7 separate regions of the Mus musculus genome follow, and regions 1, 2, 3, 4, 5 and 6 are each linked to region 7. A link is a contact called in public ChIA-PET and promoter capture Hi-C data. All regions are on one chromosome and are shown on one strand. The core of a region is the stretch at or near the end of the contact, and the rest is flanking DNA. Distances in the headings are between cores, read along the strand shown. Region 1 holds the start of Phkg2 (phosphorylase kinase, gamma 2 (testis)). Region 2 holds the start of 1700008J07Rik (RIKEN cDNA 1700008J07 gene). Region 3 holds the start of E430018J23Rik (RIKEN cDNA E430018J23 gene). Region 4 holds the start of Prr14 (proline rich 14). Region 5 holds the start of Zfp688 (zinc finger protein 688). Region 6 holds the start of Zfp689 (zinc finger protein 689). Region 7 holds the start of Coro1a (coronin, actin binding protein 1A).

Region 1 (3,805 bases), core at 483-2,982, 870 kb after region 7:
ACAAACACTTATTCATCCCAGATAGGGCATACTGAAGGCCAAAGAAAGTCACTAACCACTGAGTTTATTTGGTTTTATATAGGAGCATAGTGACTCAAAAGCAGCTGCATCACCGAAAATCACTGTTTCTCCTTTATTCATCAGGTGAATAATTTATATACTTTCTCAATTTTTATACCCATCTCTCTCTCTCTCTCTCTCTCTCTCTCTCTCTCTCTCTCTCTTTTCAGCGCTTGGAGTTCTGCTTGGCCTTGTTCCTGCTGGGCAAGCATTCAATAGCTAAGCTCTATCCCAAGTCCTGCTGTCATCTTTAAAATATGTTCTAGTCAAGTATAATGAACATGCAGTAAACCCCACCTACTTAAAGTCTGTGAGTTAAATGGAATATCGGGAGGCTCAGGTTGTGATTCCTGACACATTATTGTTGTCCTTGGTCATTTCCCAAAGATCCCTGGTTCCTTTGTTTGCAACCAAGAGAAATCAGCATTTAGACTTTATACTAGCTTCTGTTTTGGGGGTCCTTTTAGAAATCAATACTGGAAAATATAAAATTATTTTTTAATCTGTTTTTCACCATTGCCCAAATTTTACCTGTAGTTCTTCCTCTAGTTCCAGATTTCATATTCTCATAGGAAGACTCTTCGGTTCCTAATTATATGAATACATTATTTTGACTAATTTCAGAATAATTATCCCCTGTGTACCAACAACAAACCTACTTAGGAAAGTTCAAAACTATTTTTGCAAGTTGTTAAAGTTAAGCTTGATGAGGAAAGGCTCTACAGTGACAGAAAGCAAAAACACTAAATTACTTGGTTTCCTTATAGAAAAAGCTGTTAGAAAATCATGCTGTAATCTAGGCGTCCTGAGCCTTAAATCCCAGCACTCAAACTGACTGATCTTTGGAGTTCCACCCCAGCCTGGGATACACAACGAATCCCTGACTAACAAGGGCTACATAGTGAGACACCGTCTAAAAAAACAAAAATTATCATTTCTCTTTTGCTGGACTGTAACCTTGAGGATTTGCTTTTTTCTTTGCTGTTACTCCAGAACCTTGGTTTTAGGATATGTCTGGCTTTGGAATTACTCTAGGCAGGACCTTAACAACCTTGTGTACTTAATGCAGGAGGGTCTGGGAGCAAGACGGTAGGAGTCTGTGACCCCAGGATGATGGACACTATCCTGAAAGCTCTAGTCAGGACCAAACGGCCAAGCTGCATATGCATTTTGTTTTGTTGTGTTTCTCAAAACAGTTTCTCTGTATAAACAGCCCTGCCGGTCCTGGAACTCACTTTGTAGACCATGCTGGCCTCCATCTCAAGAGATCCATCTGCCTGCCTCGCCTCCTAGTGCTGGGATTAAGCGTGCATGACCACACTTGTCTACACGCAGGTTTCCACAAAAAAAGGAATTTTGGAACAGGCTCTTACTATAATAAATGAGGATTCCAGAAGGAAACTAAAAGGGCCTTGTCCGAGGGCACGGTGAGGTAGTGCGGAGACATCACATTTCCGGTAACCTAACTTCCGTGTCTCTTTACAGACCAGCAGCACCAGGAGAGAAAAGCAAGTGCTACATGTTGATTGGCTGTTTTTCAGGCTCCTCCTCATGGTGGAGACCTTTTGGGGACTTCTAGCGCCAACGGCCTTGTCCGCCCTGGAATCCCGTCTTCCTATTGGACTGCCATTTTCCAATCGGAGGGTTTCTAATCCCTAGTTCTCAAACAGCAGGGGCCATTGGCTGCAATGATGGGGGCGGTGCCTTAGGTCGCTGTGGGAGCCTTACAGGTTAAAGCAAAGGAACAAACATAAACCAAGCAGCTGAGGGTCTTTGCGCAGGTTAGACTGTTCCCTCCTCACCCCCCTCCCCCCACCCTCCCTTCCCCCTCCCCGCTCGCACGGGTCATCCTGCTCGAGACCCCCGCGCCCCTCCCAGTGGACGCCAAGTGCGCTTGCGCGGTAACAGCCGCCCGCACTTGTGCCATTTCCCCCTTCTTCCGAGCCACCTTTCCCCCCTCCCGCCCTTCCCTATCCTCTTCCCTGCCCTGCTTCCCTCCCTCCCCCCTAGGCCCTTCGTTGTGGTCTCCCCGGTCCTGATCCTTCCCCTACCCCACCCCCAACCCCCAGGACCCTGGCGCCCCAGCCGCAGGTGCTGCGCCCCCGGGAGCCACGATGTGCATCCTCTCAGAACCTGTGGGCCTCCTTGCCCTCACTGCCCTCCGTTTCCTCCTCCCAGGCCCCCACATCCCTCAGAATGACGTTGGACGTGGGGCCGGAGGATGAACTCCCTGACTGGGCTGCGGCCAAAGAGTTTTACCAGAAGTACGACCCTAAGGACATCATTGGCAGGTGAGCCTTCACAGCTGAAGCATACACCGGCCCAGTGTAGTCAGCTCCCAGCCAGGAAATAAGGCTTCCTTCTGAAGACTGGATAGTTAGGAAGTGGACAGTGGAAAACAGTTAGTGACTTGGCTAGTATTCCGAGTTAACCCGCATTTTTTCCTCTATTCATCTATATTGTCAACAATTGTTTGTGGTCCAGACAACGGGAAGGTAGAAAATACCCATCACGTGAGCATTTCAAAGGTATCTAGTTCGAGAAGTAGGGGTCTGTAGAAAAGATGCTTGGAGCTGGGCGGTGGTGGTGAATGCTTTTGATCCCAGCAGAGGCAGGTGAATCTCTGTTGAGTTGACACCAGCCTGGTTTACAGAGGAAGTTCAAGGACAGCCAGGACTACACAGAGAAACCCTGTCGGGGAGGGGAGCAGGGATTGCTACTGTGATCGCCACCACAGATGCTTTATGGTTTAGTTTCAGAAGCATAGTGTATTGGTTATGTTGTGTTAAGCACCAAGAACACCGGGTGAGGGAGTGACAGAACAGGAACCCTGAGGAAGTTTCTGTCTTGGAAATGTTTCTATCTTTACATAATGAAAAAAAGATAAAGGTCGAAAGGAGCGTTAGGGGAAAAAATAAGTAGGCAGTAGGATTCAATCAACGGGGTCTCCACAGAGGAGGGGCTTTAGGAGACTTCTAAGAAAATGACAGGAGGGTTGGGGGAGGGGTGTTTGGTTGTTCATGGTGCTGGGGATTAAACTCAGGGCCCCATCCTAAGAGACAGTGCTTTACTACAGAGCCACATTCTCAGCTCCGAGGACTTGAGCTGAGACATAAAGTGTGAGAATAGGCTGGGGGGGGGGGGTGTCTTCTCATTTAGAGGGGGCAGTTAGTGCAGGGCTCAAGGCAGTGGCTAGACCATAGACAGAGTGGGGAAAGACAAGAAAGGAAGTGAGGAAAATGGGGCTTTAGGCCATGATGCGGACGCTTTCAGAGCGGTACCATGACGTGGAGCGTGCTTGTGAGCAGGGCGCTTACTCTCTGCGCTTGGGTTAACGAGGGTAAAAGCAGAGCCCACCTTCTAGTCTGCTGTGCATTTGGTGTGAGTTGGGGAATTGTGTTAGGACACTTGTGGTGGCACTTAAAACACTTAGAAATTTAAAAAGCTCTTTCTGGCCTTTATGTAGAGATAGGGAAGGGCTGGTGATGGTGACGCCTGGACTCGTGGCGATTGCAGAGCTGGAGAGAAGCAAGCAGGTGCAAGTGATGGCTTCAGAGGAGAGGGGATATCGGTCATAAGGAAGGGGAAAACAGGGGGACTTTTAAGGTCTTTATTTGAGCACCTGAATACCATTTACTGAAATGAAGACTTGAGGAAGGATTAGATTGGGGAATGGAGTGAACTAGTCAGGAGTTTTATTTTGGAAATACTAAGTTTGAGATACCCCGTGGATGGATAATGCTCT
Region 2 (3,623 bases), core at 722-3,221, 810 kb after region 7:
GGGATTGTGCATTTATGCTACCATACCTAGCTGTAAAGAATCTTTCTTCCAGTCTCTATTCAACTTCCATTTCCCCTCAATAGCTTCTCCTCTGTCCATCGCTGATTTATTTTTATCCTGTTTTCTTAATTATTAGTTATGTTTTGGGGCAGGGTCTTGTTATGTAACCAATGGCTCAAAATCTTCCTTGGAACCGTTGTAGATAATAAATGCATCCTTAAAATCGGAAGGGAGTATCAGATTCTCTAAGAGATTTTTTCCCCCCTAGACACAGGAATTTTTCTCTGTAGCTTTGGTTGTCCTAGAGCTAGCTTCATAGACCAGGATGGCTCTGAAGTCAGAGATTCGTCAGCCTCTATTGGGATTAAAAGCCATGAGCCACCACCACCCAGCCTTTTTTTCCTTAAGGATTTTTATTTGACTTGAATGGGAGTTTTACTTGCGTGTATGTCTGTGCACCGTGTTTGTGTATTGCTCTCTGAGGCCAGAAGAGGGTGTCGGATTCCTTGGAACTGGAATAACTGTTAGGAGCTTCTTTAGTGTGGAGATAGAATGTCCTCTCAAAGTGGAAGCAGCCAATATTCTTAATCACTGAGCTATGTTCTCAACCTCTCAAAATAGTTCTTAAATGTAAAAGACTGCAAACCTATGGTACTTGTATTTGAGAGTTCTTGGGAAAACCGGTGTTACAAAGTCAACCGCAGCTGGTAGTGGTGGTGCATACGTTCATTCCAGGCAGACGCAGGAGCAACTTTGTAAGTTTAAGGTTAGCTTGATCTACATAGCGAGTCCATGTCAGCCAAGGCTACATTGTTAGACCTCACCTTTCAAAAACAAAAAGTAACTGCTGTAGGAATCAGTAGGTCTAAGCTCTTCTACTCATTTGTTTCATTTCACTGGGTGATATGTAAGAACAAAAACTCCGAAATCCAAAGGGTGGTCCCAGTGGGCAGCTGCAATGCAGCACGAGTTTCAGACCTATTGAAGCGTGCTGGGCCAGCATGGAGCCTCGGAGCGAACTACAACTCCCACCTTGCTTTGCGCCGCACAGTCCTACGCTAGCACGCGAGCCTACCCGCCCCTTCAGCCTCCAGTTACTGTGTATCGCGAGAAGACGGGCCGCTCTGGCGGTAGCGATAACGAGCCTTGGTGGTGGTGGTAGTGGTGGTGCTAGTGGCGGTGGCGGCCGAGACGGCGGCGGCCATTTTGGTGAGGCCTCGGGAGCAGCGGAGGCGGCGGCGGGGTCGCTGGGAGTAGCGTCTCCTTTTTCTTCAACTCACCAAGCACCTCTTCGCGGCGTGACTGGAAGCGGTGGGAGCATCGGGGTGGCTCGTGTTACGGCCCTTAGGGGAATTTAAAGTGGTGAAGGCGGCGACCAAGAGGGGGCCCTCCCCCCTCCTCGGCGGGAGGGGGGGTGGTGAGCACGCCCCCGAGGACGCAGGTAAGGAGAGGGAGACAAGATGGCGGAGGCCCCACACTTTCCCCTCCCCTGACGGGTGCCTGCGCGCGCATCTGCGAGCGCCGCTTCCCACCTTCCCGGGGTGCTGCGCGCGCACCGCCCGGCGGGGCCCCGGGGCTGGCGAGCGAGGTTGCCTGCGCGCGCTCCCGGAGCCGGGGGTGGGGGGGAGGGCGTCGGGCCGAGCGGCACCTGGTGTCAGAGCGGCGCCTCGCCCCCCTCCTGCCCTTCTGCGCACGCGTGCGCGAACGAGCAGCCCTCGAGAGGACGGACCCAGGTGCGCTTCTGCCCGCCCACCAACCTGCCTCCCCTCGGGGGCGCGGACGAGGGAAAGGGGTGCACGGGACGAGTAGTCCGGGCGCGCGCCCACCATAAGCCATTTAGGAGCCCGAGACTTGGCGCACGAACCCTTCCTTCCCGAGCTCTTTGCGGTCTGTGGATGTGGGGGCGCCGACGGACGCGGACATCTGAGTCCTGTGACCCGGTCTATGGGATCGGGTTCTGGCGGGAATCCCCCCCTCCTCCCCTCCCCAATCTGGCCGTGCGCGCCGCCGGCTCACCCCGCCTCCGGGCCGCGCACGCGCCGGCGCCTCCCCCAGCCGGTCGAGCACGTTGGGTGGGGTGGGCGACCGCGAGGGGGCGGGGCCGCCGTCTGAGGAGTCAAAACTTGGCAGAGGTCAAGGGTCATGCTGGGTCAGTCCACTGCGGGGGGGGTGGGGGGGTATTGGGAGGTCATAAAGAAGGCTGGAGTCCATAGTTGGGGCCTCATGGTTTTGGATTACCTCCAATCCTTGGAATTTCTGAAGGGTGAATCAAGGCAGCACAACACCTAGATAAGGAATTAACTAGGCAAATGCTTCCGGATCTTGAATACTTTATTAACCCTGCTTGTTTCCGGCTGTTAGGGCTCCTTGGCGCCTTCCTCACTTAAGTCTGCTTATAAAGCTCTTTCTTGCCGGGCGGTTGGTGGCGCACGCCTTTAGTCCCAGCACTTGGGAGGCAGAGGCAGGCAGATTTCTGAGTTTGAGGACAGCCTGGTCTACAAAGTGAGTTCCAGGACAGCCAGGGCTACACAGAGAAACCCTGTCTCCAAAAACGAAAAGCGTTTTCTTTAAAGTTCTTTGGCCGTTCCACCTCGCTCTTTCTGTATTCAAATAGCCCTCCTTTACTTTATAACTATTTGCTTTTTGTTTTGGGGAACTCCGCCCTCATTTCTGTTAAGTCCTCATTGAAAAGACAAGGAAGCTGTCAGGCATCCAGGAGGCGTTGTTAACTTCTAGATGAGAAGTTTCTGTCCTTCAGTTGTCTGTCAGAGCTTTAAGTACTTTTAGCTTTTAAAACGTTTTGTTGTCTTCTTCTCTGCTCTTACCCAGCCAGAATGTACAACCCTGTGAGATTCTCCGTACAAAACACTTTGTGCTTTGTTGCCACAACATGTATATACACCACATCCATGCTTGGTGTCCAGACAGGCCAGAAGAATAATCTGGGCCACTGGAGCTGGAGCTATTGTGAGCTGCTATATAGGTGCTTGGGACAAAACCCAGGACCTCTGCAGGAGCAATGAATACTCTTAAATCCCTGAAGCATTTCTCCACCCCCACCCCCAAGGCTGAGCCTTGCCCAATTTACTACAGCCTTGCCTAGTTTACTGTATGACTTTCTGAAGCATGAGCTTTCCCTGTTACTGTTCTGTGAAGTGACTTCGGATGTATTTTAAAGTCCAATAAAGCTGGTGTACGTAACCTTAGATGAGTATGGATTGACACATGTGGGTCGTGTCCTCACTGCTGCTGCTTCTCCTGTTTTAGGTGTGATTTCCTTCAGTACAGCACGGCACCGTGGAAGTGCAGACTCTCACAGGGGGTGTGGTCTCTGCTCACACAGGTGAGCTCACCTTCAGATAAAATTTTGTGTGCTGATGTTAATGGGAGAAACTGTATGACATGATGAGAGAATAGGTTGTGAATGATTACTGCATGTGTTTTCTATGTAGGGTTTGGTGATAGTACAACCAAACTGAGGCTGAATAAGGGAAGGTGTTACCCAGGCACTACTAGGGAGAGCACTAAGAGTATTAGGTTTTTCTATGTTTTTTTTTTTTGTTGTTGTTGTTTAGTTTGGTTTTGCTTATTTGTTTTGTTTTCATTTTTTTCTCTCTCTTTTT
Region 3 (3,667 bases), core at 539-3,038, 690 kb after region 7:
CTGGTGCTCACGGAGCCCAGAGCTCTGGCTGAAGCAGCGTCCACAATCAGCACAACAGTAAGGCTTCTCCCCAGTGTGGACACGGAGATGGGCAATGAGGCCAGAGCGATGCGTGAAAGCTCGGCCACAGTCAGAGCAACAATGAGGCCGTTCCCCTCTGTGTATGGCCCGGTGAGAGCTCAGGGAAGAAGGCCGGCTGAAAGATTTGTTGCAGTCAGGGCAATGGAACGGCTTTTCGCCTGTGTGAGTGTACATGTGCGCCACCAATGTGGACCGCTGGGTAAAACTCTTCCCACAGTCAGGACACTGATGCGGCCGTTCCCCTCGGTGTATGGCTCGATGCATGCTCAGGGAAGAAGCCCGGCCGAAATACTTGTCGCAGTCTGGGCACTGAAATGGCTTTTCACCTGTGTGAGTGTACAGGTGCTCCACCAGTTTGGACTGGTGGGCAAAACTCTTCCCACACACATGGCACCCATGACGCTGGTCTGCTTTTAGGATAGGGTTGTGCACCGCAACAGTGGGGTGCCCCTGCTGAGAGTTCTTGAAAAGCAGCTCCAAGTTGCAAGAAGGGGAAGCAAAGGAGGGGCGTGGCTCCATAGGCCCAGCTTCTGGAGAAAGTATCTTCTTGGTTGCCTTGGTCTCTTCCCTTGGTCTCTTCCCTTCCTTCTCGTGCCTGCAATCTGCTGGGAGACCATGACAAAGCTCAGACTCTGACTCTACTGCCCCTCGATTCCCACAGCCCCACATGGAAACAGGGCACAGGAGGGGAGAGGCCACAGCATCTGAGCATGCGTGGTGCACAGATGTCCAGATGCAGCATAAAGAAAGGTGTCTGTGTGGTCCCCATTCCCAAGTGCAGTGAGCTAAGCACTTGTCAGAGGTGGACAGCAAGAACTGAAGGAGACTCCAGAACGCAGTCACAGAGATGGCAGCAGAGGAGTGGGAACGAGGGGCTACAACCTATACAGCCTAGTGACCCTGTAGATATGAGGTGAGAGCACTGGACAGAACCCTTTTCAGATGAATCCAGGGGCCAGCCATCATGGCTTTGGCCAAGAAACAGAAAAACAGGGAAGAAACTGCCAGGCAGTAAGTGCAGTCACTAGAAGACACCACACAGGCTGGCAACACAGAAGTTTCCCCAGGCAAGTACCCAGTCCTTCACCTGAGTGGACTTCTGTCCTGCACATGGCCACCTCTGGCTCCTGGGCACCGGGTCCCCACACTTCGGACTCTTCCTCCACCCAGCAGATGAGCGCTGGTTTGTCGCCCCCGACTTCTGGAGGGAAAGATAGCAAACCCCACGAGTCAGGTCGACCCACTTGTTACGACCACCCGTACCCAGGGAACTCCGATCCACCGCATGACCCACAGTGTCAAGGGCTACGCGAACCCAGGCGGCCAGGAAGGTTCTCACCCAGAGAGGCCAGGAGACCATAGGTCTCGCGCATCACCTCTCGGTACAGGGTTCTCTGCGCCGGCCGCAGACACCTCCACTCCTCCGGGGAGAAGTACACGGCCACGTCCGCGAAGCTCACAGTCCCAGGCTTAAGGAATGCAGGCCAAGCGGAGGCCCTTTCCGGGGCCATCCGCGGCGCCATGGGGACTCCCCGCACTGTTCCGTGATCTGCCTGGCGTCCCCTGGATCGCCTGCCAGATCCTAGGTTGCCGCGGTGGGGTACCAGGGCTGAGAAAGGACATATATCAGGTCCGTGAGCACCCTAATGTAGGTGAAAATTGAAGATTCCTAGAAGCAGGTACAGATGCAAGACGTGGTGATGAACTCATAGAAATGGTAGCAGTATTTGTGCATAAACGTGTGGGGGCGGGGCGGGGCGGGGCGGGGCGGGGAGTAACAAGAACCTTGATCCCTGGGGTCCCGCCCAAGGTTACGTCACCGGATTTCCTGGGTCATTGTTTTCTAGCCCTCATCCAAAATGGCCAAAGTGTCTACAAGTGCCAATCTAAGACCAAGACTGAAGTGGACGTGCCTATGTGGGCGGGGACTCCAGGACCGCGAGTATCGTGCAGTTGAGGAATGGTACAGATTCTGTGTGTTCACACCACTCTCAAGTTAAGCTAGGTGGAAGCAGTCTGTGAATTTTGGGTTGGGGTAGAATCTGAGAAAACTCATTTCAGAGATAGAAGTTTAAAAATGAAAGCTTTATTTCTGTGCACGCGTATGTAGTGGCCAATTTGGGAGCTGAACAGCATCCCGGAACAGAGCTTATATAACGTTTTCATAGGATGAAAACACAAAGCAAGGGGGACTTGGGTGCACTGTTGCGTTAGTCAGTCTTTCACACAATGGGTTAAGCAAGGAAGTTAACTTTGGTGACTGGACCTCATCAGCGTCACTTTGTTTCAGGTTCCTTGATTTAGCTTTTGCAGCCAGGTCGCATCCTGGACTGGTCTGGAATTTAGAATGATAAGGGAACAATGGAGTGGGCAATCTGCACATTTATGACTTGTGTGCCTTAGTTTAGACAGCAAATAACAGCAACATCCCTCTTTACAGCCTTTACTGGATAACAAACATGAAACACCTAAAGTCACAGGATAGTTGTTAGTTCCAGCCTGGGATCCTGAACCCTGTCAGCAAGATGGAGGTCCAGCAATGGCTGGACTCAGGAATTAACAGGTGTTTGGTGTTTTTCTTCTGGTCAGTGTATTGTGGAGCCCCAGAAAGCCTGTGGCAGGAAGAATATTAATAAGCTAGAAAGTATAGCAGTCTCAGAGGTTGTTTCCACCAGCTTGGTCTACACATCTCAAAGTAGTTGAGAAATACTGTCCTTGACACATGTCTGAGATCATAGAGCTGGTCTTTGATCAGCCAGGACACTCGGAACATTCACGACCTAATCTTCTAAAACTCTACATCTGCCCATCTGGATTTTTTTTCCCCTTCACTTCCAGGAAGGAATTAAAGTTTCTGGGAAGATTGTGAGATTCCCATGAAATATCCAAGAGAGGAATGAGGCCCTACTCACGGTCATATACATCCAGGTTTTCAGTCTGGTTCATTGCTATTTTAATATAAAATACCTACCTATGAAAGGAATCTTGGCTGGGCAGTGGTGGCACACGCCTTTAATCCCAGCACTTGGGAGGCAGAGGCAGGCGGATTTCAGAGTTTGAGGCCAGCCTGGTCTACAGAATGAGTTCCAGGACAGCTAGGGCTACCTAGAAAGCCTGTCTCGAAAAAACAAACAAAAAAAAAAAAAAAAAAGGAAAAAAGAAAGAAAAAAAAGAAAGGAATCTTATCTGTACTCAGCATCATTCACAGCAAATGTTAATTTGCTAAATTTCTTTCTTTCTCACTGGGGAGGCGCTTCAGCCAGACTTCAGGACAAGGGGCTATCTTCCTTTGTCATGCACCCATAATTTTCCCTGCCTTTCTTCTATGTCTTGGTGCAAATACATTGGGTCAAGATCAGGTTTCTGCTCACTGTACTAAACTTAAAGATGGAGCAGGTATGACTTCCCATGGCCCAGAGTGATTTCAGATCTCCCAGCAGATTGTGCCAAGGTCCGAGTGACACAGGGAGCTTCGGCTCTGGGAGGCTGCTGACAGTGAGTGCCCAGGATGCATGCGGTGCACAGCTATGGCAGAGCTTTGGTGGGAGTGCTGCTCTGGGCTGTCAGCTGCTGTCTTCAGAATGTG
Region 4 (3,575 bases), core at 452-2,951, 770 kb after region 7:
ATCAATCAAGCTAGGCAGTGGTGGTGCATGCCTTTGGTCCCAGCACTTGGGAGGCAGAGGCAGGTGGATTTCTGAGTTTGAGGCCAGCCTGGTCTACAGAGTTAGTTCCAGGACAGCCAGGGCTACACAGAGAAACCCTGTCTCCAAAACCAAACAAAAACAAAAAGATCAATTGAGGAAGACACCTAACAATGGTTTCTGACCTCCACATACCAACACACACACTGAGACACAGAACAGCTAATTCTTGGGGAGTTAGGAGCTTTGGTTAGGTGGTAAAGGCGCATTCATAGTGCAAGATGCCAGTAAATGACCACTTCTTCCCCACCAGTAGTCCAGCTCCTAACAAAAGGTCCTTTGGAGCAGGCTCTCCAGCATTAGGATCGACTGCTTATCTCTTATTCCAAAAGACTACCTGACACCCTGCAGAGGACAGGCTCCTCTTCCAAGAGTTACTTCTGCCAGCCCAGAACAGGAAGGACAATGAACCGGCTCCACCAAGCAACCCCAGGTTGGTTATATTAGTCGCCTTCTGAGTGGCCTGCAGACACTACCTAGGAAGAAAGGAGGGGGGGGGGGGAGGAGAGAGAGAAATGCTAGTGAATGAAGCTCACCGCACCCAGCCTTCTCCCCACTTAGGCTGTTCCTGGTCTCTCCAGAAACTGAATTGGAAGCTAGAGGCCACATCAGGCCTACTCTTTAACTTGGGATCTTCAGGTTTTCCGTCCCGCCGTCCCGACTTCCGGAACTTCAATCCTAAGGAACTTAAACCTAAGAAAATGGGAAATTCCCAAATCCTTAACATTTAATCGATATTCACCGGCGTTAAGAACAAGAAAAATTACGTTAGGTGGAGAAACTTTAGCTTTCCTACACTTGTCCAAATATAACAAGAAACGTGATATAGTAGTTGGTCGCTGACCAGCCTTTGAAAAATGACGCTTTTCGGTCGACTAGTGCTAAAATCAGACTGCCCTCAATTAAAATGGCGGTGCAGGCACAATTGAGCTTCTTTGCCCCTACGTATTATGGCGGGCAGGAGATTTCACGCAGTTTCTCCTAACCCCGGAAGACCGGAACCGGCAATTGGGCGGTGCTTAAGACACACAGAAGAAGGCCTCTGACGGTTGGACAGCGCTGCATAAGGCAGGCTTTAAAGAAGCCGGAGGTGGGAGCTGTTTGAAACCCGGATCCTTGGAAAGCTGCGGTGAGAGGCGTAGGGGAGGGGTGGGAGTGGGGGGGACCGGGCTGGAGAGAGGGCCGGGAGGCGGGGGGAGAAGAAAACGTTTGAGCCAACTGGTCCGGGGCGCCCGAGAACGCGGGGCGGGGATCCAAGTAGGGCGGGGGCTTGGGGTGGGATGTTACCGGTGGGCTGGACCTTCTGGGATTGGAGTGAATGGTCTACCGGTTGGTTTGACAGTTTATAACCCAGAATCCGGACTGAGTTCAGTGATGAGTTTAGGCCTCCCCCAAGGGGAACTTCGTTAAGCTGAAGCTCTCAGTGGGAGGAGGCAAGTTGCGCGGCTTCTGATTGGAAGAACCGCGCAGTAGGATTCTTTCCACAGAGATCCAATTTAGGCGATCTGGTAGGAGGGAGGGCTGTTACTAAGTGGAGTAATTCTTTTGGAGCTCTTGCTTGGTGGGGCGAGGACCACAGAGGAATCTAGCGGAAACGGAAGCCTCTCGGGACCGGGATCCCACCGGATCCCAGAGAACCTCAGGGAGGCATCTAACAGGGACAAAGGTCCCAGGAGGCTCGAGCGGTGGGAGAGCTGTAACCTCCGCAATCCAGTCTCGCGGCAGGTGCCAGGCAGGGCCCGAGTGATCAAGGCGGCTGCAGCGGGAAGACCCGGCTCCGAGAGGCCGGCCGGGGGCGCCCTTTGGAGGAAGGGCCTGTGCCCTACCGGGAGCCGCAGGCGGACTATGAAGGGCGGAGTCCCGGGGGAGGAACTGGCCCTCATTCCCCACTCCCCCGCTCCCCAATTTACCCCAGGCCTCAGCCTGGGATACCCCAGGGACTCCCCGGAACCGCCGCTTCCCCCATGGACTTGCCTGGGAACTCCAGGTGAGAGCGTACCCCGCCCGCCTGACTTGAGCTCGGGAGACGGGGATGCTGACGGCTGCACCCGACTACAACAGAGGCAACAACAGGTTCAGGCAACTGTCTTCTACTTTCACCCTCCAGCCCTTTTACACAGCCAAGCCTGTGCCGTCAGCCTCTATCTCGAGCATCATGGGAAGCCAGGAGCCCGAAAAGACCGAGGCTGCAGCCTTTGGGGACCCCTTCATCCCTAGAAAAGGCCTCTCGGAGGGTCCTTGCCGTGGTGTTGGAAGATGTCATGACTACAAACAGGGTGAGCCCTTTAAGTGAAAGACCACTCCCTCTTCCCTATCCTCCATCCCCGCCCTGGCTTAGTACTAAAGTCAGACCAGTTCCACTAAGCCAGCCTTCAAAGCAGCCTCCATAATGCAAGACCATATGGTTTTGGGTAATTCATGTGCCTGTCCAGTCACCCACTCACCCAACCACATCCTACTAAGTATGAAAAACTCTTCTGACTGCCCTGTTATCGCTATCCTTTGCTACTTGGTGGGTTCTTCCATCCTCCCAACCCCCTAACACTAGTTAAGAAAGAAAAAGAATAGAGAGGAAAGAGATCTCCGAATAAAGGCAAGGGAGGGAATGGGGCGATGGTAGGCTACTTTCTGCTGATTAGGGGTGTCGAGTTCCTTGGGGCAGGTTTGATCTTCGCCATCAGGATATCTACTTTCTTCTTGTGAATAATAACAAACATCCAATCAATAACCAACCCATTCCTTGGGGGCCTTAACATGAAAAGTCCCCAGAATTCCAAAAGTCATACAATTGCAGAACCTGTCTGTAGCTGGCAAAATTATGCCCCTGCTGGAGGCAAATCTTAGTAAGTTGCTATGGACAATCTAAAGCAGTCCCATATCCCACACCTGGGAGTAAAACAAAAACATGATATTTTCGTGCTTTTTAAAAAAGAAACCAAAGCCGGGCAGTGGTGGTGCAAGCCTTTAATCCCAGCACTTGGGAGGCAGAGGCAGGCAGATCTCTGAGTTCGAGGCCAGCCTGGTCTACAGAGTGAGTTCCAGGACAGCCAGAGCTACACAGAGAATCCCTGTCTCAGAAAACAAACAAACAACCCCCCCCCAAAAAAAAAACCCAAAAAAAGAAAGAAAGAAAAAAAAAACCCAAAAATCCAAAATTGTCACTTCTCTGTTCTCTTGTTCGGAAGCATGCTGGTAGTGTCTTTGGCCACAAGGCAGACATGAGAAAAATGGTACTGTCTTTTACCATTTTTCTATTTCTCTAGAACCTGGGTAAGAAGAAGAGATTACATCATTTCACGCCTGTAGTTCCTGACTAATAATATCTCACCCCTAATTTAGACCAAATCACCTCTTTTAGGGATTTTCGTGGAGTCCAGCTGAAAATCTCTTTCACCTCTGTGGCTAAGGACACAGTGAGACACAGAAGACCCTGTCCAGTCACTCTATTTCTCTGGGTTTTGTTTTGTCTTACTGAGACAGCGTCTCACCTTTTAGAC
Region 5 (3,785 bases), core at 518-3,017, 720 kb after region 7:
GACGCTCATGACTCCGGTCTCCCTGGGCAGCTGCACTTATGGAGACCCATACACTGACACAGAATGAAAAATAATAAAGATAAATCTTAGGAAAAAAGTTTCAGTAAAACCTAACACGTCTGCACTGACCACTCTAGCTGTTACCCAGGCAGCACCAAAGCATAGCCCGGTGGCTAACACGGAGTTGTTGAAAGTCAGTTAAAATCCCCTTCCTCCTGTGTCAAATGGGAAAAAGTAACGGTCCCCTGACTTCCAGGATTGTTGGATTAAATACATACATGCTTATTGGTCACTTAGTAAATGCTCAATAAACAGTATTTACTGGTGTATTTTGTAGTTGGTTTTGGTGCAGCGGTTCTTTGATAGATGAGGCACCATATTTGCTTCAGGGTTCTTCCACTCAGGGTAGAGATGGGAGACGAGCCAAGCTGTCATTATCCAGGCAGACACTTTTCTTGTGTACCACTTTGCCTTGTTCAAGAACTATGATAGGCAGACAAGTTCTATTTTTAGGGGCATTTTAGGGATTTTTGGAGGGTAGGGGTGGTGAGCTGAGACAAGGTCTCACAGTATGTTGTCTCAATTGGCCTCAAATCCCCCTGCCTCTGTCCCCCCGGGGTACTGAGATTAAAGGTGTGTGCCACAATGACCAGCCTTAGTTAGTTTTAAAAAGGGGAAATGAGTGTTATTTTAACAAACATCTGGAAACATAAACATTCTTTGAGTTCTAGATTCTCCTACTCTGTTTTTTTTTTTAAGATGTATTTATTTGTTTTTATATACATTGGTGTTTTGCCTACATTTGGTTCTGTGTGAGGGTGTCAGGTCCCCTGGAACTGGAGTTACAGACAGCTGTAAGCTGCCGTGTGGGTGCTGGGAATTGAACGCTGGTACTTAGGAAGAACAGTAGGTGCTCTTGACTCATGGGCCATCTCTCCAGCCCCCCTACTGTTTTTAATAGGACAGCTCTCCTGAATTTCCAAAACTCTGGAGTAGATAGGCTTTCTTTTCTTTAGTATCTGAACATGTAGGCTCTAATCTGTAGGGATGCTGGAATGGGGAATCTGAAAGAAAGGTTTACTAGAGAAGAAACCCCCGGACAAACAAGGTTTCAGGAGGACTTGGGACAATCCCTCACCTCTCGGAGCTCCTCCCAGGCTTTCCCCCTCCTCAGGATCCTGGGCGGCGGGGCTCCAAGCCTCACTCCCCTGTTCCATCCAAGAGATGAGGGCTGGTTTGGGGCCCGGGAACCCTGAGAGAGAACAGGGGTCACAGTGCTGGCCTGAGAGGCTGGCCGGGGCAGATAGCATCCCACTAGGGTGAGGGCACCTCCTCGGAACTTATGCACACATTAACCTGGACAGGGTTTGCGATGCTCTTGCCTGAATGGAGACTCCCGAGGAAGCCCTGAGAATGGAAGGTGACTGATGCTGCTGGTGGAAAAGTGCGGGATGAGGGCTCATAATCCACTTGATCGGTCTACTGCAACTCCCCGGTGAACCCCCAGGAGGATGGGGGCGGGGCTCTGACTCGGGGCCTCACCGAGCGCGCCCAGGAGGCCGTAGGTCTCGCGCATCACCTCCCGATACAGGGTTCTCTGCGCGGGCCGCAGACACCCCCACTCCTGCGGGGAGAAGTACACGGCCACGTCCGCGAAGCTCACAAGCTCAGGCTTCCTGAAACCGGGCCAGATCTCCCCAGGCATCGGAACCAGCAGTGAGGCCGGGGGTGGCGCCATCGGGGATCCTGCCCAGGCAGCGGCTTGGCTGCCCTAGCCTTCCGCTTCCGGCCTCCGCAACCGCGGGAAACCACGCCCTTGGCACGCCCCTTGGTCACAGTTGCTAGCAACGCGTGCGGAACGAACGCGGCAGCCTTACTGGCCGCAAGGGAATGCAGAGCAATAGTGTTTACTCCACAGCTGCTCACACAAAGACACGAAGGTGTGAAGGGAACCGAAAGATGTCTTCAGAAAACATGGAGACCGCCTAGCTTCAGTTGTCATTGACGGCACTGAGGTGCCCTTTCTGCAGCTTAACAAACTTCGGACTTCCACTGCCCGCGGCGCCCCATTTGCCCTTAAATACAATGACCGCTTCAGGAATGTTGGTGTTCGTTTCTATGTGTAGGAAAGAGAGACCTTCAAAAAATACCCGCTACCTGCTGCCTCATGGACCTCTGTGCGCAATTACAACGGCTGATGATTGGCTGTAACGGCAAGGAGCAGCAGTGTTGCAATTGGCTTCGGAATGGCGGGACATCTGAAACTGTTCTGAGGACCTGGGCATCCCTGGTGCCTGAGATAGTGTCTCCCCAGTCTCCCAGTGTGCGTCCTGCTGATGTAACTGGAATCTGATGGTTAGCCTCTAGAACCTGGCAAAGCCTGAGTATTGCATTTCAGAAACTCAGTTCGTGTCTTCAGAGAAGTTGACAGAATACTTGAACCGGTGGTTCTGCTCGCTTAGTCTGTATATTTAAGTTACAGGCTAAGGGGTGTGCTTAGTGTGTTTCTGCTCGGATGAAAGCATATTCTGGGACGTGGAAGCCCAGGAACCACACAGCCCAGAGGTGGGACAGTCTCCTAAGGGAAGGGTATTCTGAGACATGGGGGCTCAGGAACCACAAGCTGGAGGGTCCAATGTGTGGAGGGATGAATCCAGAGAAAGCTGCCCTCTGCTCCTTGGAGCAGACAATAGGGAAGTGAACAGAGGGCAGACCTTATATAGGACTTCTTAGGGGGTAGAGCTTTTCAGGGCAGAGAGTAAAGATTGGTGGGATTTCAAATCCTGATCTTGGGGAGCTCAGGGCTTGGTGTTTTTTTTTGTTTTGTTTTGTTTTGTTTTGTTTTTCCCTGTTCAAGTGTTGGTGGGTTTTCATGCTCAGAGAGAAGTGGGGTTTTGTTGTTGTTGTTGTTGTTGTTGTTTTTCCTACTCAGGGATTGGTGGCTTTTTTCCACCACCCCCTTTTCCTGCATTGGGCCCATGGCTACAGATGGCTTTGATTGAGGTAGCATCTCTGTGGAGCTGTGTGGGGAGGCTAGAGAGGGGGTGGACAGCTCCTGCAGTGGTGTTCAATTCACCAAGGCTGTAGGCTGAGGCAGGAAAGGTGTCACCCACCGCTCCTGTGGGACAACTCCTGCTGAGATGGGAAAAGAGATGTGCCACCGTGGACAGCTTCCATGAAGGCTGCAGGCTGAGAAGGTAGAGAGGTGTGGCCTTTCTGACATGAGCCACCATTTTGACAGCTCCTGTCGGATCATTTTACAGCAGCCGTAGGGTGGAGGGAGAAGGAGGGGTCAGCCACAGCTTTGACGGATTTTGAGGTTGGAACTGGAATGAGAGAAAGTTTTAAATTGCATTGTAATTTTTTGCCAAGTTTATTAATATGTAGGTGGAGCCAGCAGTGGAGGGCTTGTGTAAGCCCAGCACTCAGAAGACCCAGGTGGGAAGAGTTGTAGGCCAGTCTGGGTTACAGAATGAGGCTGGGTCAGAAAGAAAATATATTAATTTAACCCCATTTTTTAGAAAAAAATAAATAAATTGAGTTTTAGCATATATGTAGCATATCTATATCTATCTATAGATATAGATGGGTTTTTTCTTTGTTCTCTTTATTCATTGCTTTGTGTGAGTTCTTTATGGGTTCTTCTGTCTCCTTACAATATCTTCTCTATGTGACTTCACACAGCTTCTCCTGGCTCATCTGTCACCAACTGTCTTCTCACTCTGCTAGCCCAATTTACCTTCACTCCACTCAATCTCTTCTCTACCCCTACTCTGAAGAGAGAA
Region 6 (3,791 bases), core at 180-2,679, 740 kb after region 7:
TAGGAGAGCAAGCAGGAGGCAGCCTTCCTTGTGGCTTTCTGCTTCAGTTCCTGCCTTGATGTTCCTGCCCTGCCCTGCTTTGATGATGGATGTTTACATGAAAATATCAATGAAATAAACCCTCTTCTCCCCAAGCCACTTTTGTTCATGGTGTTTATCACAGCATAGAAACCTCTGACCAAGACAACTCCCAAATATGCAGCTGTTGGTCTAGGAGCACTTTGAGAGAGTTGTAAAAAAAAAAAACAAAAAAACCTTGGACTGTATTTCATCCAGTAGTTCACAAGCCTAGATGAACATTCCAATCAATGGGGCTTTTTCTTTTTTAAAGTCAAGAGTGAACCAGGGGCTAGAGAGAGATGTCTCAGTGGTTAAGGACTCTTTCTAGTCTTCCCAGGACCGATGGGAATTGGAGAAGTTCAATGGAAGCTAAGTCCCGGATCCTGGAAAGCAGTAGTTATCTTTTTCAAAGCTCAGTAATTCACTTATGTCAATGAAGTACCGTTTGTAGTTCGTATGCCCACAGTACAAGCAACCTGGTTAACTCTCATCAGACGACAAATTTAGATTGGGTCGACAGTTTAGGGCATTACTCAGGAAGGCAGTATGGTTTTCGTGGGTATTTTTCACTCACTTCTCTGGAATGTTACCCATCTCCGGTACTCCTGCGGATCTAGGGCTGCTGGTTCCCAGTCATCGGTATTTCGTTCCAACCAGGAGATGAGAGCTGGTTTGGGACCTGCGCATCCTGGGGAAGGAGAACCAGTCAGAGAGCTGGCCCGAAGAAAGGATGCTAAAAAATAAACGCCAACCCCTAACAAGCCGATCGCAGGTCAGGACCCTAGGCTCCCTGCCCCCACTCTACCCCGCCCTCAAGCTCCATCATCCCTTAGGCCCCGCGTAAGCAGATTGGGCCGGGCCTCACCGAGCGCGCCCAGGAGGCCGTAGGTCTCGCGCATCACATCCCGGTACAGAGTCCTCTGAGCGGGCTGCAGACACCCCCACTCCTCCGAGGAGAAGTACACGGCCACGTCCACGAACTTCAAGGCCCTTGGCCTCCTGCCCCTTTTCCGAGTAGGTCCAGCCTCTCCGACTGCCCGCAGGAGAAGCGGAGCCGAAGGTGGCGCCATCGGACCTGCTCCCCGGCCTTGCCACGGGGACCCGGAGACCTAGAAGCTCCGTCGGGAAGGCCCGGAGGAAATCTGAATCGGCTGCCTGAGGGGCCGGGCGGCCCGACACAGACCGTTATTCAGGGAACTCCCGCTGGAACTTGGGTGAGAGGCACCGGAAGATGCCTTCGGGGAAGATGGCGGCGCTGCTCCTGCACCACCGCTGCCTAGAACACAGGCAGGTTCCAGCTATCGATTTTATTGACCCGAACGCCATGCCGACTTCTTAACCTCCTTGCCCTAAAGTGTAATGGCGCTGCGAGATGGCTTCTTGCCTACTTTCCTCCTATCTATTGCATTCGTTTATTGGTTGGTAGCTGAAGATCGGGCGTTCTGATTGGTCATCAATGAAGGCGGCCCATTTGAATGAAGCCAACGGATTCTTAAGGGCAAGAAGGTGGATCCTGTGTCTCTAAGCCGGTTGTGAGAAGTCTTATGAATGGGAGGCTTTTCTTGTGTTCTCCAACGCTTGTTTGCCCTACTTGGAGAAGACGTTTCTACAGGTCTTCCAAAGGGAAAGTCACACAGTGACAACATGGATTTTTGAACAGCTACATCCTACGATCATAAAGGTGTCACAGCCAGGAATTCTGAAAAGTACTAGATGAGAAGGGAGCGGTGGTAAGGATCTGGTGCACAAAAGGCGCGTCTGGTAAAATTGAATGACTAGAATGGTAAGTTGACTGGTCTTGTACCTTGGGCAGCTCCTAAGTAGTCTATAGAAGTGAATGGCCTACCTGAGTACCAAGGAAGTTCGCTTGTTTAGAGGTGAGACCAATAGCTTTGGGCTTACCCTTTCTTTGTACAGTGGAATGCACATTTAGGCTACCAGGGGGAACAAAAGACAGATGGCTAGTTGATCCTTTCATTTATAATGAAGCAGGGAAATCACCCCTGTACCGTTGCTTTCCGAAATAGTGCAGCTGTGTCAACGTGTGTCAGGAGTGCATGGGCAACATAGACCCTGTTTTTAAATGAAGAGTGTATAGCCCAGTGGCAGGCATTTGCCTAGCATGCATGGGGCCCAAAGTTCTATAAAAGTATTTTTAAAATAGATACCCAGGACTGGGTATGAAGCCGAACCTATTGCTCCTTTCTGAATAATTATCAGGTAAGGAAGACTGCACAGAGGGTAAATAGGATTCGCACATCTAGAGGCCACACAGAGAGGCTGTGCCTTCGCTGCTGAGAGCCAGCCAAGCACCTGGACTATTCGAGTAGATGGTGTCTGAAACTTTATGTCTAGAGTCCTGGACTCCCCCCTCCATAGAGAACTACAACAAAAATCATAAGACAGCCGGGTGCAGTGGCACGCACCATTAATTCCCAGCACTTGGGAGGAAAAGGCAGGTAGATCTCTTGAGTTTGAGGACATCCTGGTCTACAAAGTGAGTTCCAGGCTATCCGGGGCTATCTCAAAACCAGCCTGCCTCAAAAAACAAATGAACAATAAAACCCCCACAAATCTGGATCAGCTTCCTCAAAATCTGTTACTAGACATAGGAATGAAATCCAAACATGGAATGTCTTCTTTGTGGCTCTAGCAACTCTTATGTTGGGCAAAACGCTTTAAGACTAATTTCTCCCCAGCTGGAGAAGTGGCTCAGTGGTTAAGAGCACTTGTTCTGGGGCTGGAGAGATGACTCAGCAGTTATGAGCACTGATTGCTCTTCCAAAGGTCCTGAGTTCAAATCCCAGCAACCATATGGTGGCTCACAACCATCTGTGATGAGATCAGATGCCCTCTTCTGGTGTGTCTGAAAACAGCTACAGTGTACTTACATAAAATAAATAAATAAGAAAAAAGAGCACTTGTTCTTACAGAGGACCCAGATTCTGTTTCTAGCACTCACATGGTGGCTAACAATCATCTGTAACTGTATTCCAAGAAATCTGCCACTGTGTCTTCCAGCAGCAGCAGGTACACATGTGGTACACAGATATACAGTCACACAAAACACCCATATTCATGAAGTAAATATTTTTTAAAAGATTCAGTCCATGGTTCATGCTCAGTGACTGCCAGCACCCAGAAATGCAACCTTAAATGTTAACACACTTTGATTTCACAGACTGCCTAAGGGATCACTTCACCATAAACCCAGACTAGGACAAGCAATATCAGTCCTAGAGAGAAGTAGAAAAACTACTTATTAATGAAAACAATAATTGCCTCCTCTTCTTTTTCAGATAGGGCCTCATGTTGTCCAGGCTAGCCTCAACACTATGTAGCTAAGGATGACCAAGAGCTTCTGGTCCTCCTACCTCTTAACTCCTGCATGCTCAATTATAAGTATGCACAGCATACCCAGTTTTATTTGGTGCTGGGATGAAACCCAGGACATTATGCAAACTAGGTGTCTTAAAGTTTCTATTGCTATGATGAAACACCATGACCAAAAAGCAAGTTGGAGAGGAAAAGGTTTATTTGGCTTACACTTCTATATCATTGTTCATCACTGAAGGAAGTCAGGACAGGAACTCAAGCAGGGCTGGAATCTGGAGGCAGGAGCTGATCCAGAGACCAGGAAGGGTTGCTACTTGCTGGCTTGCTCTCCATGGCTTGCTCAGCCTGCTTTCTTACAGAACCCCGGACTACCAGCCCAGGGATGGTATCACACT
Region 7 (3,676 bases), core at 509-3,008:
AAGCCACTGTCCCAAGTGGTTTGTGAGACGCGCACATCCTCATAGCACTGGTCAGCCTTGGCTGGCTGTCCAAACACGTGGCGGAATTTGCTGGAGCGAACCACCTGCCGGCTCATCCTGAAGGATACAGATTGTAAACTTTTCTTTGGGTCAATCCCAGCCGCACTTTGTCATCCCCAGAGCAACCCTTGGCCTGGCCTTGAGGGTTCCAGCATGGCGTCTGAGGCACCCTGACCATGACTGACAGCTTGCTTATCTCCCTGCTTACCCTCCCCAGTTTTTCTGTCAAATTCCCAGGCACTTCAAGCCACACCCTCAATCCTGCACCATCAGCCCCTACAACAGCCTGCTATGGTGTGGCTCCAAGGGTCTGGTTCTTGACTAAGACACAGTGCCTCCTTCCTAGTGGTCCAGACAGTCTGGAGATAGGTTCCCTCCTATCGAACTCTTCTAGATCCCACATCCCTCACACAGAGCTTCCTAAAGGCAGGGCAGGGCTTCTCCCTGGCCTTCCAGCTCAGGGATGGCACACAGAGGGATGCAAGCCAGCTTGCCTAGGAAGGGATGCAGTAGCAGGATGGCTTCCCCAGGTTTCTGGCTACAAGAAGCAGCAATGGCTTGGGTCCCAGCATCTCCCCAGACCTCTGCTCCTAACCTCCGCTCAGAAAAAAAGCAGATGTTCTTCTGAGCCATTTCTGCTTCCGTTAAACTACACTCAGGAGAGGCCCACCCTGACTTCCCTGAGGTCCGCTAAGATGGTTACCCACTGTGGCTAGGCAGCCAGCTAGTGAAGCCCAGGGGCTGCCTCTATCCTGTGCCCAATCCCTCCTCCTTCCTGCTCAGTAAAGGAACCTCGGCTGCGCTGTGGAAGGCATCCTGCCCAGAGCCTCTATCCACCTCCCCAGCCTCACCCATCTGCTCTGCCTTAATGGGGGACTCAGCCCCTTCGTGCTGGGACTCCAGTCCTCGCACACCCCGGTATCACCAAGGAGGCTCCCAGGTCTATTAAAAATAAAAGCAGGTGAAGTGCCTGAGTGAAGTCTCCAAGACAGGAAGGGGACACAAGACCCCAGTGAGCAGTCTGGATTTGGGAGAAGGAAAGCCCAATCCAAGGTAGGGGCGGAAGATGTGCCCCACCCGGCCTCCTCCCCCACCCAGGTACCAAGCCCGGAAACCACGGAAAGGGGAACTTAGTCTTGTTTTGCACTCAACCCCTTCCTGTCTCAAAGCTCAGGGCAGCTACTTGGCTCACCCCACCCTGCATCCCCCACCTTCAGAAGCTCCCTCCCCGGGGCATAGGTTCTGAGCCCAGCTACGGCCGCTCCCAGGAGCCCACCTCCATCTTGGTCACGATGGTCCTTAGCCCTCACCTTGGAGCACTCTGGGACCTACTTGCCCCTTCGAACTCCCTCGTCCTCGATCCTCCTGGCGGGGCTCACAAACCGGCTCTCTGTCCCCAGCCTGGTGGCTCTGACAGCTCGCCCGCCCCCACAGTCCCACAGTCCTGCCCCCACACTGGCGCTGGCCCCACAGGTGGCCCATGGCAGCGTTGCCTGGCCCTTGTGACCAGCCCTCCCCCGGCGCCCAGCCTCACCTGCTGCGGAGAGCTGAGCGTGACCCCTCCCAAGTAGAGGAGGAAGGAGAGAAGGATGGAGGAGCTGCAGGCTGGCCACCGAGGATGCTCTGTCAAGACAATGAATGAGCAGCGGCCGTGCGCCGGCCTCCTCCGGGTGGTAGCGCCCCTTTGGGCGGAGCTCATGGAGGCCCGGCCCTTCGCTCCAGGGCTGCAAGACTGGGACCGCTCCCCATGCTGTCAGCTCCAACCCCCGAACAGATGCTGACGCGAATCAACTCTTCTTTTAATGTCAGAACGCAAAAATATCCCGTTCCTTCATCCCTCCCCCAGCCGCCCGCTGCCTCCTCGAGGTCCTTTCCCTGGCACCGGAGAAAGCTTTAGAACGGCTTCAACCAGCTTGAGAGCCTTCTCTGCTACAGGAGGGACCTCTCCTGTCGTTACCCCAAATGGATTTCTGGGAGGCCTTGGGGGGGTCATTTCTCCTTTCTAGGGATTTAGGGCTTCAGCGGGGACACCCTTGTCCTCTGCTTCGTGGCATTGAGGCCCGGAAGAAGTAAAATAACTGGGCATTATGGAGCACCTGTTCTGTGCTGGGGCTATGGAGGCAAATGAGTAGTGCTCCCCCTCTAGAGAGCTCTCGGGCCATGAGAAGAGGGAGTCGGGAGTCCGTCTGACACAGTTTAAAAGCCACTGAGTACACACAGAAGTCTGATATCACACACAGCTGGGCTGTGGTCCATTCCTGTCCCTTGAGGGGAGTGGGTTGTCACGGTAGCAAGGGCAGAGGAAGAAAGGCCTTTGCTGGAACCATTGTTGTGACTCCTGGCTGTCACTCATTTGAGTGACCTTGGGCAGGTTAATTTAATCTCAGCCCCAGTTTCCTGTCTATAACAGTCTTACCTGCCTTCGTATGGAGATGGTCACTCCAAGGATAGCTGGATTTGCATCTACAGAGTGGCAGGTATTAATTAGTGTTGGGGTCTTACAGTCAGATATGGTGGCCCACACCTGTAAATCCATTACTACGGAGGCAGAGGCAGAAGGGTCAGTGAAACCAAGGCCAGCCTGGTCCACATGTAAGCTCCAGACCAAGGCTACATAGTGAGACCCTGTTTCAAAAACCCAAAAGATGTTGGTTCTTTTCATTATTGCCATTTACCAAAGCTTTGGGCTATCCTGGGAGGAAGAGGAAACACCACAAGTGGCTCTGGAGAAGGGTAGGGGGCTGAGGCGCAGTGTCAGCAAAGCTCAAGGACACAGGTGTGCTGACAGTCATCTGTAGTCAGGAAGCTGAGGCAGGAGGCCAGCCTGGGCTACATAGCAAGACCCAGTCAGAAGAAACTCTTCTTTAAGGTAGAAGTAGTTCGAAAGAACAGAAGGGGCTCCAGTTGTACTGATTAGCCGTGTGATCTTGGCCAAGAGGCCCCACCTCCCTGAACCTCAGTTTCTGTAGGAGAGAAACAAGAAGTCCTGCCCACCTCACAGCTAACGGTGCGGTGCGTAAGGTGTAGTCTGAAGTGTTCTGCAGTTACTCAGTACAGGGTTGGATAGTGCCTGAGGCTCTGTGACTGTAGCCAGCGACTCTAGAGTCTCCAGCTAAAGTGATAACAGTAATGGGGCTGAGAATGGAGTTCAGCTGGCAGAACACCTCATAGCATGCATAAAGGCATGGCCTCCAGCATCACATAAGCTAGGTGCCGGGCTAGAGAGACAGCTCAGTGGTGAAGAGCGCTCACTGTTCTTGCAGAGAACCAGGATTTATTTCATTCCTAGCACCCACATGGTGGTTTACAAACCATCTGTAGGCATGCATGTGATGCACATACATACAGGCATGTAAAACAACCACACACATTTCCTTAGTTACTGTTCTATTGCTGTGAAGAGACACCATGACCAAGACAAGTCTTATAAAAGAAAGAATTCAACTAGGAGCTTGCTTACGGTTTTAGAGGGTTAGTTAGTCCATGATCACCTTGGGGGGCGGGGGAGGGGGGAGCCAGAAAGGCATAGTCCTGGAACAGTAGATGAGAGCTCTACATTCTGATCCACAGTCATGGAGAGAGAGAGAGAGAGAGAGAGAGAGAGAGAGAGAGAGAC

Evidence for each region. Promoter capture Hi-C pulls out the DNA fragments that hold promoters and counts their contacts. ChIA-PET counts read pairs in DNA pulled down with a chosen protein or histone mark. Capture Hi-C pulls out chosen DNA fragments and counts their contacts.
Region 1: a promoter capture Hi-C map of liver shows a contact between it and region 7, with 3 times the contacts expected there. The contact joins the promoter of Phkg2 here to the promoter of Coro1a in region 7. A contact is called at or near these places in 3 of 39 promoter capture datasets (liver and pre-B cells), 3 of 115 datasets of contacts at active chromatin or transcription factors (double positive thymocytes, embryonic forebrain and memory CD8 T cells) and 1 of 9 other capture datasets (liver).
Region 2: a promoter capture Hi-C map of neutrophils shows a contact between it and region 7, with 4 times the contacts expected there. The contact joins the promoter of 1700008J07Rik here to the promoter of Coro1a in region 7. A contact is called at or near these places in 3 of 39 promoter capture datasets (liver, neutrophils and pre-B cells), 1 of 115 datasets of contacts at active chromatin or transcription factors (large pre-B cells) and 2 of 9 other capture datasets (liver and pancreatic islet).
Region 3: a contact with region 7 is called in a promoter capture Hi-C map of pre-B cells, with 2.7 times the contacts expected there. The contact joins the promoter of E430018J23Rik here to the promoter of Coro1a in region 7. A contact is called at or near these places in 5 of 39 promoter capture datasets (fetal liver, liver, neutrophils and 1 more), 1 of 115 datasets of contacts at active chromatin or transcription factors (memory CD8 T cells) and 1 of 9 other capture datasets (liver).
Region 4: an RNA polymerase II ChIA-PET map of memory CD8 T cells shows a contact between it and region 7, with 126 read pairs. The contact joins the promoter of Prr14 here to the promoter of Coro1a in region 7. A contact is called at or near these places in 3 of 39 promoter capture datasets (liver, neutrophils and pre-B cells), 3 of 484 Hi-C or Micro-C datasets (CD4 T cells and CD8 T cells), 5 of 115 datasets of contacts at active chromatin or transcription factors (bone marrow-derived dendritic cells, memory CD8 T cells, pancreatic cancer cells and 2 more) and 2 of 9 other capture datasets (adipose tissue and liver).
Region 5: a contact with region 7 is called in an RNA polymerase II ChIA-PET map of memory CD8 T cells, with 9 read pairs. The contact joins the promoter of Zfp688 here to the promoter of Coro1a in region 7. A contact is called at or near these places in 2 of 115 datasets of contacts at active chromatin or transcription factors (large pre-B cells and memory CD8 T cells).
Region 6: a contact with region 7 is called in a promoter capture Hi-C map of liver, with 2.8 times the contacts expected there. The contact joins the promoter of Zfp689 here to the promoter of Coro1a in region 7. A contact is called at or near these places in 6 of 39 promoter capture datasets (the C10 cell line, hippocampal neurons, liver and 2 more), 1 of 115 datasets of contacts at active chromatin or transcription factors (pancreatic cancer cells) and 1 of 9 other capture datasets (liver).

What each region holds. Positions count from the first base shown.
Region 1 is chr7:127,571,616-127,575,420 of GRCm38.p6, forward strand. It overlaps Phkg2 (phosphorylase kinase, gamma 2 (testis)), which reads left to right and starts at 1,733. Exons shown (of 10, transcript NM_026888.3): 1 at 1,733-1,841; 2 at 2,239-2,351. The coding sequence starts at 2,257.
Region 2 is chr7:127,510,898-127,514,520 of GRCm38.p6, forward strand. 1700008J07Rik (RIKEN cDNA 1700008J07 gene) reads right to left here and starts at 1,972. Exons shown (of 1, transcript NR_024331.1): 1 at 1-1,972. It overlaps Srcap (Snf2-related CREBBP activator protein), which reads left to right and starts at 1,086. Exons shown (of 34, transcript NM_001304266.1): 1 at 1,086-1,441; 2 at 3,268-3,343.
Region 3 is chr7:127,391,833-127,395,499 of GRCm38.p6, forward strand. It overlaps E430018J23Rik (RIKEN cDNA E430018J23 gene), which reads right to left and starts at 1,789. Exons shown (of 3, transcript NM_198011.2): 1 at 1,421-1,789; 2 at 1,169-1,282; 3 at 1-683. The coding sequence starts at 1,604. It also overlaps a transcript of Zfp764 not described here.
Region 4 is chr7:127,469,913-127,473,487 of GRCm38.p6, forward strand. Prr14 (proline rich 14) reads left to right here and starts at 1,702. Exons shown (of 11, transcript NM_145589.2): 1 at 1,702-2,065; 2 at 2,186-2,354. The coding sequence starts at 2,043.
Region 5 is chr7:127,420,267-127,424,051 of GRCm38.p6, forward strand. It overlaps Zfp688 (zinc finger protein 688), which reads right to left and starts at 1,768. Exons shown (of 3, transcript NM_026999.4): 1 at 1,543-1,768; 2 at 1,139-1,252. The coding sequence starts at 1,738.
Region 6 is chr7:127,447,729-127,451,519 of GRCm38.p6, forward strand. Zfp689 (zinc finger protein 689) reads right to left here and starts at 1,430. Exons shown (of 3, transcript NM_175163.3): 1 at 926-1,430; 2 at 635-748. The coding sequence starts at 1,130. B130055M24Rik (a long non-coding RNA gene) reads left to right here and starts at 662. Exons shown (of 2, transcript XR_869949.3): 1 at 662-1,843.
Region 7 is chr7:126,703,058-126,706,733 of GRCm38.p6, forward strand. Coro1a (coronin, actin binding protein 1A) reads right to left here and starts at 1,759. Exons shown (of 11, transcript NM_009898.3): 1 at 1,595-1,759; 2 at 1-117. The coding sequence starts at 116.